3 separate regions of the Mus musculus genome follow, and regions 1 and 2 are each linked to region 3. The links are chromatin contacts, called in public HiCAR-type and promoter capture Hi-C maps. All regions are on one chromosome and are shown on one strand. Each heading gives the region's core, a stretch centred on a gene start, on an enhancer-like site or on the middle of the called end of the contact. The rest is flanking DNA. Distances are from core to core; before and after follow the strand shown. Region 1 holds the start of Pnpt1 (polyribonucleotide nucleotidyltransferase 1). Region 2 holds the start of Ccdc88a (coiled coil domain containing 88A). Region 3 holds the start of Asb3 (ankyrin repeat and SOCS box-containing 3).

Region 1 (2,741 bases), core at 204-2,703, 1.8 Mb after region 3:
GCTCTCCAAATGGGACTACCAGCTGTAGTCTCTCAGTATGTGTCTTAGCTCTTTGCCTCTAGTCTAATAAGTCTTTCAAATCTTTGAACTATGCAGCATCTTTAATATGCACAGAAATATATAGAAATACACAAATATTATTAGTGTACAAAGTATAATGTGCAATCAGAGAGTTGGTATTAGTTAGCAATTGATGGTGGAATAAAAGCATGTTTGTCAACAACCAGATTATATCAAAGGAAATTTGAACGACCTGACAAATTGCGATATCAGAACTGAAACAGTATGTTATTCAATGAATTCTAATAATGCAGAAAGTCAGAAAGATTTTGGGGGGTAGGGAGTACATGTAATTTTGATTGTTCCAAGAAAGCTATTAAGTTTATGGTGTTTACATGTAATTTTGATTGTTCCAAGAAAGCTATTAAGTTTATGGTGTTTTGTTGTTGTTGTTTACTTTGTCTCATAACAATTTACTTTTCAATATTATATTGTATAAAATACCTCCAAATACATAGTGGACCCATAGCATAGCTAGCCTCTGGGGTTTGGAAGTAGGCATTTGGGAATAAATGGAAGAGTTCTGAAGTTTCTATATGCCAAACCATGTGAGTGAATGCCTACCTAAATACTCTATGAACATAAACAAGAAGATTGATAGAATGAACAAGCAGAACACAGTGATGGGAAGAGTAATCGGATGCCAAGGGAGGACACGGGGCAGCGGCCTGCCACAAAAAGTAGAGCTTTAGGGAAAAGCTTTAAAAAAACCTATTATTTAAAATATCCACATATACACCCCCGCCGTGTGTCTTGTTAACTGAGAAATTTGCCTTTTTGACCTTTTGTTGGATGGTAACTGTACTTTCACTACAGGTTTAACAGGACTATGTGCATCTTATAACTGGCATTCATCTCCGGCTCACACCGGCCATCAGTGGACCTGGGGCACGGAACGATAACGCATTACCTAGGGTTTCCTACTTCAGAGCTCGAGGTCTCGGAAAATAGAGAAAGGATGTCTGGGGCACAGGCAATAGGACTCAGGAAGTTCACCGCAGGGCTAGGAGGAAGATGAAGAGGCAAAAGGCAGCGGCCAGCTTGGGAAAGGGAGACAGACTTTAAATCCGGAAAAAGGAAATCTCGACCTTAGGTTTGGAGTAGAGAACTTAAGAGACTTAGGCTGCTTGATTCCTACCCTGGGGGGGATTTGACTTCTGGGGCTGAATGGACAAGACAGACGCCGCGTGAAAACCGCGAACTCACACCGTTTCTCACCTGTGTCCCAGGTCTACAGTCACCGCTCTGGATCCGGTGCTGCTCCACAACGCTCGCATCTGCAAATAGCTGAGTGCCCGATTCCGCCCGGGCCGGCCGAGGGGGCCGCAGCCCAGCGGTCGGAGGCACGGGCACAAGCAGCACAGCCTGCAGGCCGCCATGACACCCAGAGCGTGGAAGGCCTGGGCAGCGCCTCATTGGCCAGCACTCCTGTGGGCGGAGTCGGACGCAGTTTCGTTTCCGTGGAGCCTGCAAACTGCCGGGAAAGCAATCCTTGCAGGCTTTCTGTAATTGCCAGAGTCAAACCACCAGAATGCGTTTCTTTCAGTCAGCTTTTATTCCCCCACCCTTATCGGTGAAAAATAAGTACTACCTTAAAAAAAATGTATAGATTTAAAGAAAGCCCTTTAATACTTCCCGCGCCGTGTGTGTGTGTGTGTGTGTGTGTGTGTGTGTGTGTGTGTGTGCGCGCGCGCGCTAGTGTTATCACGGTTTGAAAGAAAGTCTTAGAACAATGTGTTTAATAAATGTAACAGTAAATAAATACTGAACAACTCACGATTATTTGGTTCTTACCTAAAGATCTAGGTTTGTGTCTATGGAAGGCCACCTGTAATTCCAACGTTCAGAGGCTGAGAATGAATCCATGAATCATCCTGGCTTGTTAGACTTGCCTGAGGGCTCCAGGTTCAGCAAGGGACCCTACCTCAAAAAATAAGTAGAGCGCTATCAAGCAAGACACCGTACTTTAACCTCTGGCTTCCACACATTCTTAACGTACACACACACACACACACACACACACACATATATATATATATATATATATATATACACACACGCGCACGCGCACACAGGCACACACGCCCAGTCACCTGCACACACTGGTGTATCCACACACATGCAAACTCGCACACACTTAGACACAAACATAACAAAGCAAAGCAAAACAAAACAAAACAAAAAACAAGAAAAAACTTTTTTTTTTGAGAACCCCTTGAATAATTTACCATTCATTCAGTTGTAAGTTTTGGAGAGGTATATTAAAATGGGAAGGAGTCTATGTTTCCTAATGTCACTCTAAAATAATTAGAATAGTAGTAATTTTGAGTCATAAATCAAAAGGAAATAAAAGCATTGATGTTATTCGACGCGTTCTCACGACCGGCCAGGAAGAACACCACAGACCAGAATCTTCTGCGGCAAAGCTTTATTCTTACATCTTCAGGAAAAGAGAGCAAGAAGCAAGAGAGAGAGAAAACGAAAACCCCGTCCCTCTTAAGGAGCATTCTCCTTCGCCTCGGACGTGTCACTCCTTGATTGGCTGCAGCCCATCGGCCGAGTTGACGTCACGGGGAAGGCAGAGCACAAGTAGTCATAAGATACCCTTGGCACATGCGCAGATTATTTGTTTACCACTTAGAACACAGGATGTCAGCGCCATCTTGTAACGGCGAATGTGG
Region 2 (2,700 bases), core at 4-2,503, 1.6 Mb after region 3:
CTCCGTCATTTTACCAAATGACCAAAGATGACACAATGTAGTTTGAATTTCAGCAGTCAAGACAATAAATGACAAAACAGAATTGGCAAAGTCACGGATAAAGTTTACCAATTTTAACAGGTATAACTATTTGGTTGTGATAAATGGGGCAGGCACATAAGAATACCGCTCCTTCCAAGATCCAATTAAACTACCTGATTTTTTTTTTTCTGGCCAAAGAACCAAATTAAGTCGTGAAATCTAAGTTCAAAGTATGTAATGTTTCAAAGAATATAAGTTACCAAGAAAGAAGAAGACACTTACATTTGGAGCATGACCTGGTTCAAGAATACCCCATCCACTAAAGCCACATACTCATCCAGGTTAGTCCCATTTCCTGCAGCCAGAGGTCCAAACGTTTTAACCTAGAACAGAAGGATTATCACGACGTGAACGCCCACCTCCATCTCTGCAGCCACAAATAACACGGCCAAATATACCATAAAGGACATCTTCCTTACCCAAGTGACCAAGGGGCTGGTCATGAACTGCTCCAGAAGGGGAGTGAAGATTTCGTTCTCCATTTTACAGATTATATATTCAGGAGGGGGCGGGGGGAGGAAGTACCACAAATACGCCCAGGGAATTGGTCAGTAAATGTAGAAGACGGAATCAATGAAAGTTCATTCCGGCAGGAGAGGAAAATCCCATCGAAGAAGGGGAAGAGCTGTCCCTCCTTAGCCCCCCCGGGGAAACGAGCCCGAATCCCGCGCTGAGCCGCAGCCGATGCTGGCAGTCTGCACCCGGTGAGGAGGGGCAGAAAAAAGGCATCTGGAGGAGGAGGACGCGGAGAGCGGCCGGGGCACGAGACAAAAAGCCCGTCAAGGTTGCCCCGCTCCCGGGGGGAGCCGGCCAGCGCAGCGGCCGCCAAGAACTCAAGCCCAACGTGGGGGCCGAGGGGGCCGGGCTGGACCTGGGCGAGCGGTTCTGGGCGTTCCGGCCGCCAGTGGGCACGGGCGCCGAGAGCTGGGAGCGTCTGCCCGCAACCTCACAGCCTCAGGCGCGGCTCGCCCCTCTCCAGGCGCTCAGCATCCCTCCGCGGCCTCGCGCTCGCTTCAGCGCCCTGGCCTTGGCCGGGGTCCGGAGCACCGAGGCGTGTCCCTGACCGTCCGGCTGCAGGAGCCCCGCCAGCCTCCGTGTGCCTCAGCGACGCCCGGACGCTCCGCTGCCGCGCTCCAGCCTCCTCCGCCGCCCTCTGGAGGAGCTAGGGTAACGGCCTCGGAACCGCAGTGCCGCAGCACACCCGCCGCCGGCCTGGCGGGCGAGCGCGCCACTCCCTCCGCGCCAGTATCCTTCCGCCGACTCCCCGCCCTCCCGCGCCTCTACCTCTGGATTGTGGGAGAAGAAAACCGCTGCAAGAGCGCGCTCCCGCGTGAGCGCGCCCCCGGCCGGCCCGCCGCCGCCCAGATTCTGGCGGAGCGTGGACGCGCGGACGATGCAGCTGCGGCGGGGGCCCGCGTCGAGTCCGCGCCCCGGACGGATGCCAGGGTGTAGGGGGCGAGACTGAGGAACCGGGCAAGACTGAGGAACCGGGTCTGTCTGCTTGCTCGCTCATGTCTAATTATGGTTTCTTTCCTCCTGGAGCGCCTTCTTTCATGTGTGAAGGAAAAGGAACGAAACCCATCTTTTTTTTAAACACGAGGGGTGCAGACATCCTCTTTCGGACACTTTGATTTGCTCTGTTAAACATGCTTTCTCGCCCCCTAAAAGGCCTAGGAAAGCTGCAGCAAGAAGCAAAAGCACATCTTGGGGGGATGGAGGTTGTTTTTGTTTTCCCGTCTTTTCATATATATATGAAATATTTATAGATATAATATATATTTATATAATTTATATATTATATATATATGAAATATTTATAAGAGTCGAGAATAACCAAAGCTGCCTTTCAACATGGGATTTCCTGACTGGAGTTTCCATGATGCAGGCATTATTTTTTGACTTCTTGGTCACTGGGAAAAAAAATCCAAATTGAGAGCCACAAGAGAAAATATTTAGAAATCATCCAAGTTGTGTGACAAACATTTGTTAAAAATCATTTATCTTATGTACTAGAGGGCCCATCAAAATATGACAGTTCCACAGCAAATTAAATGTTATTCTTCCTCATACCCATAGCATGTCCAGGATAAGATGGAATAGAAAACATCTTTTTCCAAACACAATATGGTATTGTGATATTACAATGCATTTTATGTTTGCACAGTGCTTACAAGTACCTATCCTCTTTGACTACTCATATGTTTAATGATATCTATTTTTGTATGTTTTATTTTTCATTGATTGTATGAATTTTTGCCTTGGATGTATGTTTCTTCCCCACTTATGTGCCTGGTTCCTGTGGAGGTCAGAAGAGGGCACTAGGTTCCCTGGAACAGAGGTTAGAGGCAGCCATGAGCCACTGGATGCCAGGAATCAAACCCTGGTCCTCTGCACCAGCAACCAGAGCTCATAACCACTGAGTCATCTCTCCATCTCTCATAATTTAAGGTAACAGTAAACATGTTTTATCATATACTAAATTAAACACCACAATTTCTTCAGGATTTCTTTTGTTTGTTTGTTTGTCTGTTTGCTTGTTTTCAAGACAAGGTTTCTCTGTGTAGCTGTCCTGGAACTTACTTGTAGACCAGGCTGGCCTCGAACTCAGAAATCTGCCTG
Region 3 (2,744 bases), core at 86-2,585:
TTGGTTCAAATTTGAGTGTGGGGATATGACAGCCAGCCTTAATCTAGTGGCACTATGTTTTTACCCACTGAAAAATGAACTGCTCTATCTCAGTCATTAGAGTAGAAGTCCTCTGTGATGACTGACGAAACTTAACGTGGAGCCAGGCTTCCCTTAACTGGCCAATGAGTCTTTTGCTCTGGAATGCCTGGGAGATCCTAATGGATAGATAAGAATCAGACAATGGGGCTATAAAGCATTAAAGGCTGCTTGCCTTTTGTAAAACTTACTATCGCTTTGGGGAAGGGATAAAATGGTTTTTTTTTTTTTATTACTGTATAATGAGAAAGTAAGAAACAACTGAGAGAAGTGAGACAATTTTCCTGATCAGATGTAGACTCCATGGATATCAGTAATCCATGTAATTCAGATGTCCTCCTTAAAGCCCCACCTTAATTCACCTTTTGCATGGTGGGCTGTATTTGCTCTATGGCTCCCTTCCTTCTGCCAACAGTAAGAATAAGTTCATTTAGTCTAAATTTGAATTGAGTCTAAGTCTCTTCTCCCAGTGGATTTTAACACCACAACATGGGCAGTCCTTACCAAATGTTCTATGGCAAACACTGTAAAATTATTACACAGGAGATGAAAAAAAATGTGGACATTATTTTCTTTTTTCAAGAAGGGGACAAAAACCAAAACTTTCTGTCTATATTCAGTCTGCTGTAACTTGATTCATAACTTCACATTCACCTGGCTCTGGCCTTGACATAAACTTTCTGGACTTAAGTAAAATAACAACAGTCCAACACTTGAGTCAAGGGAGGGAAAACTTCTCCTGAAGTAAAAATGCAGGACTGTACGCGCCTAGCCACCCAACAAATCTATGCCAAAGTCGAAGGACGTGGCAGGTGTCACTGGGGGTGTCCCCAAACACACAGCATCTGAGACAGACGTGACAACAGTCGCCATCAAAAGAAACTAAGAGAAGCTTCTGGAGAGAAGATGGAGAGTGCAAATAGCAAAAGACTGGAGGGTAGGCAGCTCAGTCGGAACTGTAAGTTCTACTTCGACTCTGCACAGCTCGGTTCTCTACTTGCTTTCTGAGAGCGGGCCGCCGCCCACTCACCCCCAAATCCCGAGAGTCCCTAGCGGCTGGACTGAGCGCGCGGGCCAGGACTCACCTGGCCGGGCCGCTTCGTCCAAGCGCCGTCTCCAGACCCGTTCAACCGGCGTCAGTCCCGGGCCTCTGCGTTTGAGTCCAACCGCTAGGATGCTACAGCAGCAACGCAATGCAACGCGACCCAAGCGCGGGCTTCCGTAGGCCACCGACTCAACAACCCCGGATGTTGATGTGCTGCCTGCCCCGGAAGCGGTGGCCCCAAGCCCTTGTAAGGCGGAGGCGGCTTTGCCCAGCCGTCTGCAAGGAGACGTGGCGGCGGCGGTTGGGTCCCCTGCACTAAGGACGCTTTGTAGTACCTCCTCTTCTTCCTCCTCCTCCTCCTCCTCCTCCTCCTCCTCCTCCTCCTCCTCCTCCTCCTCCTCCTCCTCCTCCTCCTCCTCCTCCTCCTCCCCCTCCTCCTCCCCCTCCTCCTCCCCCCCTTCCTCCCCCTCCTCCTCCCCTCCTCCTGTTCTCCTCTGGTAGAGGAGGTTGTGACGGTGGCTGGAGGACGCGGCAATGGAGGAAGGAGACGGCGGCTTGCGGAGCCTGGTCCCCGGAGGGCCACTGTTGCTGGTTCTGTACGGTCTCCTGGAGGCGTCCGGCGGCGGCCGAGCGCTGCCCCAGCTCAGCGACGACATCCCCTTCCGAGTCAACTGGCCTGGTACCGAGTTCTCTCTGGTCAGTGCCCTCACGAGCCGCAGCCTTCTCCCCTCTTTCTGGCACGAAGCATTCGGGCCAGCCCTCGATTCCTTAGCTTTTTCTTCCAGAACCTTTTTTTCCCAAGCATTTATCGACCCCAAGCCTAAGTGTGTTCGTTCATTCATTAATTCGTTTAGCACACTAAGTGGATATGCCCTCCATACTAACTAGGAGATCAGCGGTCACTTCATCTCCCTCCTTTAAATCTCATTACGTTAGATCTGGCTTCTCTACAGCCCCACTCTGTGGAGGAAGTTTTAGAATTAACTAGCACATCACCCTACCCGCACAACCGTCCAACAGACAGGAGTCCCATCTCTATTCATTCTTTCTCTCCAACACACACTTAAAAACGACGTATACAGCTTCTGAGAATCTTTTCCCTTAAGGCATTTGAGAGGGCTATTTGGTTTGGAAGATATTAGTGAGCTTATATGCGGAATACTACTGGCCATGCAGAATAGACTAGAGGCTTGAATGTATTACCACTATTATTTAGGACTCTAGAACATGAGATTAAAAAGGATTTTATGATCGTTAATTAATGTGTATTGTGTAAAAAGGCAAGAATGAAAGAGCCAGTGGCTGTGAGGCTCCCAATGTGAGAACTGGGAACTGTACTCACCCCTCCGAGAAGAGTAATAATGTGTTTTTAATTTCTGTGGCATCTCTCCAGTCCTAGAATACGAGATTTTGGTGTATAATCTAACAAGAATGGAAATTCAGTTTTGAATGATTGTAGTGCTGAAATGTCTATCCATGTGTAACTACTACAGACAAATTTACCACACACCTAGATCTGGATTCCATTGCCAGCACCGCCAAAAAAGTAAACAAGTGCAAACTAGAACTTAAACAGATCCGCCTGCCACGGCCTCCTGAGGGCGGGGCTTAAAGGTGTGTG

What was found. Promoter capture Hi-C pulls out the DNA fragments that hold promoters and counts their contacts. HiCAR-type assays count read pairs that join an accessible place to other places.
Region 1: a contact with region 3 is called in a promoter capture Hi-C map of pre-B cells. The contact joins the promoter of Pnpt1 here to the promoter of Asb3 in region 3. A contact is called at or near these places in 5 of 39 promoter capture datasets (the C10 cell line, hippocampal neurons, liver and 1 more) and 2 of 9 other capture datasets (adipose tissue and liver).
Region 2: a contact with region 3 is called in a HiCAR-type map of astrocytes, with 3 times the contacts expected there. The contact joins the promoter of Ccdc88a here to the promoter of Asb3 in region 3. A contact is called at or near these places in 2 of 39 promoter capture datasets (hippocampal neurons and pre-B cells), 1 of 115 datasets of contacts at active chromatin or transcription factors (astrocytes) and 2 of 9 other capture datasets (adipose tissue and liver).

The regions. Positions count from the first base shown.
Region 1 is chr11:29,129,456-29,132,196 of GRCm38.p6, reverse strand. It overlaps Pnpt1 (polyribonucleotide nucleotidyltransferase 1), which reads right to left and starts at 1,453. Exons shown (of 28, transcript NM_027869.2): 1 at 1,279-1,453. The coding sequence starts at 1,439.
Region 2 is chr11:29,372,211-29,374,910 of GRCm38.p6, reverse strand. It overlaps Ccdc88a (coiled coil domain containing 88A), which reads right to left and starts at 1,253. Exons shown (of 31, transcript NM_001363368.1): 1 at 501-1,253; 2 at 304-404. The coding sequence starts at 563.
Region 3 is chr11:30,952,989-30,955,732 of GRCm38.p6, reverse strand. Asb3 (ankyrin repeat and SOCS box-containing 3) reads right to left here and starts at 1,335. Exons shown (of 10, transcript NM_023906.3): 1 at 1,164-1,335. It overlaps Erlec1 (endoplasmic reticulum lectin 1), which reads left to right and starts at 1,602. Exons shown (of 14, transcript NM_025745.3): 1 at 1,602-1,819. The coding sequence starts at 1,658.